2 separate regions of the Sus scrofa genome follow, and region 1 is linked to region 2. A link is a contact called in public Hi-C data. All regions are on one chromosome and are shown on one strand. The core of a region is the stretch at or near the end of the contact, and the rest is flanking DNA. Distances in the headings are between cores, read along the strand shown. Region 1 overlaps GATA4 (GATA binding protein 4). Region 2 has its middle 27 kb from the start of GATA4.

What was found. Hi-C and Micro-C count contacts between places; a contact is called where the count stands out from the background.
Region 1: a Hi-C map of heart right ventricle shows a contact between it and region 2, with 7 times the contacts expected there. The contact joins two enhancer-like sites. A contact is called at or near these places in 3 of 47 Hi-C or Micro-C datasets (epiblast stem cells, fetal heart ventricle and heart right ventricle).

The regions. Positions count from the first base shown.
Region 1 is chr14:14,923,520-14,928,185 of Sscrofa11.1, forward strand. GATA4 (GATA binding protein 4) reads left to right here. Exons shown (of 6, transcript NM_214293.1): 2 at 4,407-4,573. Among named protein-coding and RNA genes, the nearest start is that of NEIL2, 19 kb to the right of the region's middle. Within about 2 kb of position 2,567, at least 7 of the 83 cell types and tissues checked have an H3K27ac peak or open chromatin away from gene starts, as enhancers often do.
Region 2 is chr14:14,859,319-14,863,416 of Sscrofa11.1, forward strand. It overlaps a transcript of GATA4 not described here. Among named protein-coding and RNA genes, the nearest start is that of GATA4, 27 kb to the right of the region's middle. Within about 2 kb of position 1,798, at least 10 of the 83 cell types and tissues checked have an H3K27ac peak or open chromatin away from gene starts, as enhancers often do.

The DNA of each region.
Region 1 (4,666 bases), core at 1,317-3,816, 65 kb after region 2:
TTCTGAGAAAAGGTCAGACTCCCAAATCTCCTGGCTCTTTTATCAGCACCCCCCCACCCCAGTATCCCCACACCAAGGTTCTCCCAGGTCTTTCCCACTCTCTACCAACCCTCCAACACTAACAATAACCCATCACTGTTATCTCATTTGGTGTTTGCAAAGCACTTTACAGCCATTGTTGTGAGTTTTTCCTCTTATTTGCAAAGTACTTTACAACTATTATTACAAGTCTTTCCTCTGAATGTGGGGTAACACTGACCCACTTCCAAGAGATTCCCACTGCCTTCTAAGTGGTTGGTCCAATTCCTGCTTGGTGCCGCACATTGGGTGGGTGGGGCTTTCACAAATCAAGGCCATTTCTCTGCCCTTCCTCATTAGACATCAGGCTGAGAAACTGGCTTCAGGCTGCTGCCCACTTGTCTTCGGGAAGTTCCACCCAGTGCCTTTCTATTGAGATGGTTGTTCCCAAGGTTCACACCACCAGATGTTAGTGCTGGCGTGGGGCTCACAGCCTGTCGCCTCCTGCTTCCTCTAGACAGAGTGCTGAAGGTACAGGGTCTGAACATTCTCTCCTTTCTTCAGTCCAAGGGGGGAAATATATGTATGTGTCAGATGTATGAAGGTAAACCAGTTCCTTCCCCCGCAGTGTCCTGGGAGTTACTTGAGATGATCAAAAAAAGTTTTTATTTTGTTCTTATTTTTTTATCATATTTTTAAAACTAAGCAGTTATAACATTACAGCATGGTGTTTTTATTTTATTATTTTTTATTTTTATTTATTTATTTATTTTTTTGTCTTTTTGCTATTTCTTGGGCCGCTCCCGCGGCATATGGAGGTTCCCAGGCTAGGGGTCAAATCGGAGCTGTAGCTACTGGCCTACACCAAGGCACAGCAACGCTGGATCCGAGCCACGTCTGCAACCTACACCACAGCTCACGGCAACGCCGGATCATTAACCCACTGAGCAAGGACAGGGACCGAACCCGCAACCTCATGGTTCCTAGTCGGATTCGTTAACCACTGCGCCACGACAGGAACTCCAGCGTGGTGTTTTTAAAAAGAAAAGTCCACACAATTGATTAGCCTATTAGAAGTTCCTTTCTGGCGGTCTCAGATGTCCTCACAGTGTTTTGTGTGCTGCATTTTTCATTTAACTTGAGATGTAAACATTTTTTCTTTCTTGTTAATGGTGTCTTTCTCATAATCATTTACAATTGCGTCATGTTTCATTGAGTGGGTTGGATGACAAGACTCTGGTAGAAAATATTGAAACTCTGCCCATTTGGAGGTGTGGTGAGTTATGGGGAGACGTGGCATGTCTGATGGGGGCTTTTAGGAAGCACGGCCTTGACCTTCCATCCTTCTTTTGGTTGCTGTTGTAACACCTGATTCTTCGATGCAGGTCGGACTTCTGCACTTACTACCCTAAACGAGGTCTCTGCCACCTGAATACCCAATTTGATTAACAGATCACCAGCATTCTAAGAGTAAGGTTTCCTCTTAGCTCCTGTAACATCTACTGGAATGCTTATATAGCAGATGCTCAAGTAAATATTTGTTGGTGACAAAGACATACGTGCTGACCTCCAGTGCCTTTCCCTCGGTCTGTAAAATAGTTGGTTGACTGTGTGTAACCCGGCCTGTGTTGCAAATGAGAAGGAGTTTTTAAGGCAAGTTTCCTTGTTAGATTCTCAAGGCAGCATGAGGTCAGGATCCAGTAGGGAGACCAGGACTGCTAGGAGGGCTCCTGGAATGAGGTTCAGTCCCCCCCATGTAAAACAATGAGTGTTGGGGGGAAAGGGACCCTCCCCTCTAAAAAAGAGGAATGAGTTGAGAGAACTTTGTTTGTGCAGCCTTCTTTAGATGAACTGAAAAGAAGCTGGTTTGCTTATCTTTGAAAGGAAAAGAGTGTGAATCTTTATCTGTGAGAGGCACGTACTGAAATATGTACGAATGAAACGACGGAATATCTGAGATTTTCTTTAAAAAAAAACCCAGGATGGGGGCAAGTGGGGCAAGGTAGATATGATTGGTCACAAATTGTTGGAAATTGAGTGATGATTAAATAAGAGTTCATTTTCCTATTCTGGCCATTCTTGAATATCCTTAAAATTTTCCATGATTAAAAAGAAATAGAATAATTGGGTTGTGCCCCATTTGGACTGGAGAGGTGATCTAAAAAGCCCTCCGTCATGATTTAGGCAGGAATGCCAGTATCAGTTTTGAGGCTGTAGTGCCATCTAGTGTTGATTGCAAGCACACAACAACATTGCCAGCGCCCCTCCTTGGTTGGAGGTCCTCTTTTGACCTCCCCTGGCCTGTCCAGTCCTCTCACCTCCTCATTCCCCACCGGAAGCCCTGGGCCAAGGGAGCTGGAGTGGAGCAATATCCCAGGTGAGGGTGTGGTGGAGGCGTTGGCAGAGGTGGGAATGGCTATTGGTGGAGGCGTCCAGGTTGTTGCCTCCAGGCTTGGGGAAGCAAGCTGAGAACAGGAGTTGGCATGTCATGTGCGGCTCTGAAGGCAGGTGACCTTGCTGGAGGGTTCTCAATGTGACCCAGGTGCAAAAATAGCCTCTCTTGTGACCGGTGTGTGCTCAGCTCCCCAGCCTGAGCAAACAGCCCCTCACACCTGCACACTGTTGACTCACAGCTACTTGTTTGCAGGTGCAAATGACTGTTTGTGTACCCAGAGTTGAGGGGAGGGTCCCCCACCATCCTCTTCTCCAGCCCACGCTCCCTTAGAGCAGGCAGTGGGGCCATAGACCTAGCAGAATGTTTGACTTTAAACCCCAGGGCAAGGGGGCTAGGTCCTGAGGGAGGGAGAGCTTGTACCCTCCCCCACCAAATCTCCCCCTCAAGTAGAGGAAAATCCACTCTTGCCTCTGATAGTAGGGCAGGAACCATTTGGACGCCAGTGTGGCTGTATTTAGGGACAGAAAATTTAGAAATGACAGTAAATTTTCAAAATAGGAAGCACTATACATGAAGTCAGAGAGACTTCTGAAAGTCCTAAACTGGACTTTACATAGATCATGGGCAATGAGAAAAATAGGCCCAGCCTGTCTCAGCAAGATGGCTGAAATTTGTCAGTTGTTAAGTGAGAGTGTGCAAAAAGGGCCGTGTTCCCTTGGACGGGCTTTGTTGCTTATAATATGCACCTTTATTTCCTGTTCCAGTAAGCAAGAAAAAATGTCAGACTATGACAGTGTACCATACAGATGTGTTGAAATGAGAAAAAAAGAGGTACAGCCTTTTTTTTGCAGAAAAGTTTGAAAATTTTAAGAACTTTCAGAAAACATAGTCCCTTTGGCTTAGTGGTTCTATATCTAGAGAAGCATCCTAAGGAATGCTAAGAAGAGTGTACAAGATGAGAAGTATTTACAAAATGAAAGTCAGAAATTGGGTAACAATTAAGTAAAAGTTAATGATAATAGTTAAAGGAGGGCACATTTGTATGATGGGATAATATACTGCACTAAAATGAATTTATGAAGAATTTCTAACATGGGAAAATGATTTGGTATGAAGTGAAAAAACAGGCTCAAAATGATACCGCTTGACCTCAAGTAGGCAAAAATATGTCAATATATAAAGTATTGCAAAGGATGTAACAGAACAAAATGTTAATAATATGGTGATCTTTGAGTTACAGGATTATGCATGATTTCTGTAAATTTTTTTACACATTTCAGCATTTAAAATTTTTTCCCAAAGTAAATATTGATTGTATTTCTGTTGAAGGGGCCACAGAACCTCAATTTTGTTTTTTTTTTTGCTCTTCTGTGTCCGTTATCTTTGTTTAAATTTTTTATTTTTTAATTACTCAAATGAATTTATCACATCTGTAGTTGTATAATGATCATAACAATCTGATTTCACAGGATTTCCATCCCACAGCCCAAGCACATCCCCCCCACCCCCCAAACTGTCTCCTCCGGAGACCATAAGTTTTTCAATGTCTGTGAGTCAGCATCTGTTCTGCAAAGTTCAGTCTGTCCTTTTTTCAGATTCCACATGTCAGTGAAAGCATTGGATGTTGGTGTCTCATTGTATGGCTGACTTCACTTAGAACCTCAATTTTGAAAGGGAATAAAGAGAAAGAAGGCCTTGAGTAGAACTTAGTGTTAGCTGAGCCCCAGGGCTCTGAAGGAGAGGCATCCAGGTGCTAGTGGTCTCTGCCAGACACACCAGGGGGAGCCGCGTCGTGTCTGGGAGTCACGTGTCCACCTCCCAGGACACCGAGAGCCAACTCCCCAGGGTTAGGTCAGCGCGCCGAAGAGCACGGCAGCTCCGTCTTGCTGTCCTTGTGAGGGATGCTCGTGATTTCCTTGGTCTCTGGATCCTTCAACATGAAATTTCCAGGCACAGGCAGGGAACTAACCCTGTGTCGTTTCCCACCCAGTAGATATGTTTGATGACTTCTCGGAAGGCAGAGAGTGTGTCAACTGCGGGGCCATGTCCACCCCGCTGTGGCGGCGGGACGGGACCGGCCACTACCTGTGCAACGCCTGCGGCCTCTACCACAAGATGAATGGCATCAACCGGCCCCTCATCAAGCCCCAGCGCCGCCTGGTAAGCTGGCTGCAGGCTCCCGTCTTCCTTCTCTCAGCTCCGGCTTTCGCAGCCTGGTGGGAAATCCCTGGTTTTGAATTTGGGGGCTTCAAG
Region 2 (4,098 bases), core at 548-3,047:
TCATTTGTCATTAATTCTGGAGCCAGATGTGTGATGGGAAGGAGGGTAGAGGTGGGCCTTGCAGGTGGACCTCAGTGATTTTATTCCCCACCACCACCCACTTCCTGCTTTCAAGAGCTTGGTTGCATATGCTTTTGCAAACAATTCCAAATTGCCTCTGCTTCCTATAAACCCAGAGTCTGGGCAAAGGAGCTTTGAATCTTATTTGTAGTGGGGGGAAAGAGCTGAGTCCAAAAGAGAAGGGGATACCAGGGTAAAGACAGAGGGCAGCTTTGAGAGAACATTTGAGGCTTTGCTGAAAGACTGAGGCTTTGGGAAAGTTTGAAGGGTTTGAAACCATGCAGATTGTCTGAGTGTCCTGGGCTTGCCCAAAGATTGAAGGCACACAATGGCATATTTTAAGTCTGTAGCCTTCAGAGGACCAAGCAAGCACACATGTGGAATTGGGTACGGTTTACTGCAAAGTCTCTCGGCGTCTGTACATGTACTACCAGCAGTAGCTCTGCGAACCTGAGATGGCAACTAGTTCCTTCCTCTGGTTCCCACTTGCCAGCTTCCAATGTGCGACTCAAAATTTACCCCCATCCACCTTATCTTTCCCCTGCTCAACTCTGGTTCCCTTACCCCTCCCCAATCCCCCCAGCACTAATATCCTCATTCCTCTCCATGTTCTCCAAAATTAAGAGAATTTGAAAGGTTTTTATCTGGGCAAAAATAAGGAAAGTGCCCCCTCTGAAATGAGGGCAAAACTTACTGTGAAATGCTACTAGAATCCCATGATTTATTTGTAAAATTGGTGTAGTTTTTTTATTAGTAGTAGCAGAGGTTTTGTTTGTTTGTTTGATTCTGTTAGTCTTACTTGAATCAATCAGCCTAGAGTAAAAGGATATGTAAAAATCCCACTTGAGGAACTTTTAAAAAAAATTCACTAGAGTTCATTTCTGGCAAAATAGACATTTCCCCTTTCTTCTGAAGAATGTGTGTCTGAAAGTGATTTTGCATTTGTGAATTCAATGGGCAAGGGGAGGGGAAATCTTAGACAGTTCTGTGTGGTTCATAGGAAGGAGGAAATGTTACTAAGTTGCTCTTTATCCCTGTTGTATTTCTCAAGCCCAATAAAATATCCATTTCAAATGACTTTCTAATGGCTTGTTATATTTGCCAAGTGATTTATGGGACAGAAAATTATAGTTGGGCTTGTGTACTTGCAGAGATGTTCTAGGGCTGGAGCAGTAGAGAGGACGGGGTTTAGGCCTGGGGCAGCAGGGAGACTGAGGAAATTCAAACCATCCATCTCCAACTGTCTAAACACGGCACCAAGTGGAGGTTCGAGATAATTATCCGAATAATTGAGGGGTGGGGAGACACTTTCGCCGGAACTCTCTAGATGAAGGGGCAACCCAGGAAAACGTCCGTGGCCCCGAAGGCCCTGCACCTCTCTACGATCATGCGCATTCGGGTGAATTTCCTCTCGGTTCTCCAACAGAGTTGGGGATGGGAAAGGAAGGAGAGGTTTGGAGAAACATTTAAAAGGGACTCCCGCCGCGCCACTGCGAGAGGGGGCCCTGCGCCACGGGACGCCCCCGCTGGGTCTGATAAAGCCCCGAAGCCGATCTAAGGTCAATAAACCAGGCGGCGTCAGGCTCCGGCGGAGGGTCGGGAAGGAAGGGGGCGGGAGGGGAAGAGAGCAATCCTGAGGCTGCCGGCGGAATGAAAAGTTGAGGACCGAGGAGGGCCCAGTCCGGACACCCGCGTCCGAGCCTGGGCCATGGTGCGGGGCGCGCAGCCTGCTGGAGGGAGGAGGGCGGGCGCAATGGGTGGGGTCCCTGCGGCAGTGACGGCGACCTTGAAAGTGTCTCCCGGGTCCTGGGCGAACAGCCGTAACTCCGCCAAGAGTTTGTAGAAGGGAACAATTTTTTTTTTTTTTTTTTTTGTAATTAAGGAACGTAGGAGGGAAGAGATAGAGACCCTCAAATAATGAGAAAGCTCAATAAAACTTCTAGTATCCCTCGAAGAGGCAGAGAATTGTCCCAAAATAAGAAAAACTAGAGAAAGGATCATTAATCATTAGTAATCAGCTTTAATCCCTTTTGAATGGCGCTCAAAAGTTTACAAATTCCACTCCTCGCATGGAAAGAGAGACTGGAAAAAGTTACTCTGCCCAAAGTAACAGCACGTAGCCGGGGGTCGGGGGTGGGGTAAAAGGGTTCCAAATGGGGGCCAAAAGACTGACTCCCCATCAGAGAAGATCTTGCCAAGAGAGAGCCCGGATGCGAAGCACGGACGGAGCCCTTCAGAAAAGTGGTGGCCGGAAGCCTGAAGAGCGCTTTGGGGCAGTTTAACATCCGGGATCGGTCCCTCCCGCTGAGCTATCTAGTGCAAACCCGAGTCTGTGTGGGCAACGGTGTGGCGGTGCTGGAAGGGGCTCTTCAGCCCGTGGAGGCTCCAGGATCCCCGCTGACACGCGCGATACCGTGCTTTAGAAACCGCAGATATTTACAAATAAACACCAGCCCCCTTGAGCTCGGCGCACGAGGCCGCTAAGCTCCCTCTTATTCCTCTTCCCCGCGGGGCCGACGCTGGATAGGTTTGAACGCACTTCAACTATTCTGGCGCCACGTAGACCAGGCCACCTCGGACGGGTGTCGCGCCCGCGGTCTCCAGGGTCGAGCCTCAGGCCCCGGGATCCCGGCACAAACGAACGTCCTGGACGCAGGGACTGGTGGGCTAGAAAGCCCAGGCCGCAAGCAGTGGAGTCCGGGCACCCTCAGTCGTGTGACCTCGGACCTGGGCCTGGCGCTGATCAGAACGCCACCCGTGTTGCCCTCTTAGCAGGAGACCCCTTTGGGGAGCTCAGAGCCCGCAAGATGCTGGATGCACTGATGGCGGAGAAGGGAGGGGAGCGGCAAGGAAAAGGTGGGCTGGCTTTGCCTGCTGCCTGCGCGCTCCTGTCCAAGGGCAGAGCACCAAGGTCCCCTGGCCCCGCTTGCCCTGACGCCGCTGCCCTCACAGTCCAAGTGTCGAGGAGCAAAACGAAGCCCGGTCTCTCTGGTCTCTTTCCAGTCGCGACCGCCCCAGAGAAGTCTCTAAACTAACCAACCAAGAATCACAGTAGGAGATTCATCGAAACGGTTATTCTTGACACACACAGACACACACCCCCAGTTTAGGCTGTTTTGCATCTCAGCACCTCCTTGTGGTGCCACCCCTTTCCCCACCCCACCCCTAGTCGAGGGTCGCAGCGCACCTCTGCAGACTCCAGCGAATAAAGGCACTGGATCGGCCGTTTCTTGGGCCGGGTTTGGAGGGTTATGGGGGGGGGAAGGCATGAATGGCACCCCGCGCTCTCGAGCTTAGTCGCCATGGACACCGGGTTCACGGAGTCTCCCTCAGCCCCACTCCAGTATTTTAGGCATGTTCCCTGCCTGCTCCGGTGCTGGACTAGAGATTTTGAGCCGCTTCTGGATTTGGGACTTACGGAGGATCAACAGATTCCCAGGCCTGGGCACACTGAGTTTCTGGGGCAGGGCTCAGTCTTTTAATCATATGTCCGCCTGCGCCCCAAACTCGACAGTTCCCAGCAAGCCTCTTCTAAGTCTGGGAAAACCTCCTGGCAGATCCTTCCAATGCCACACGTCGCTAGTCGCTAACCCCGGGGGCAGTAGCTGCAGTCCCCGCACAGATGCCCGCACCGGGGGGCCGGTGTCCAGGCGCCAGGGCGGCGTTGGCAGGGGTCGGCTCAGGGCGGGGGCGGGGAGGTTGGAGTAGCTGCTTTTTCTTTAGAAGTTAAAAGATGTCGTTTTTCCCTCATCCATCCCCACACATCATTCTTAGGGATTGTCTTTATTCGTTTAACATTGTCTTCTTAATGTGCACATGCTCAGCCTTTAAATTTTCCTCTGCGTCTGCTTTAATCTTGTCTCATCCCAACCCAAGACCCTCACGCCGCATAATAAATTCGTTTTTATTAATTCGGGTGTCCTGTTCGCACACAGATGTTACCCGATGATGTCTTGTTGGGTGAATCAATTAGAAGCCCTCCTGTTGGCGAGCTATTTTAATTTGGGGATTTAAACTGCATTGTAGCTGTTTTGCACG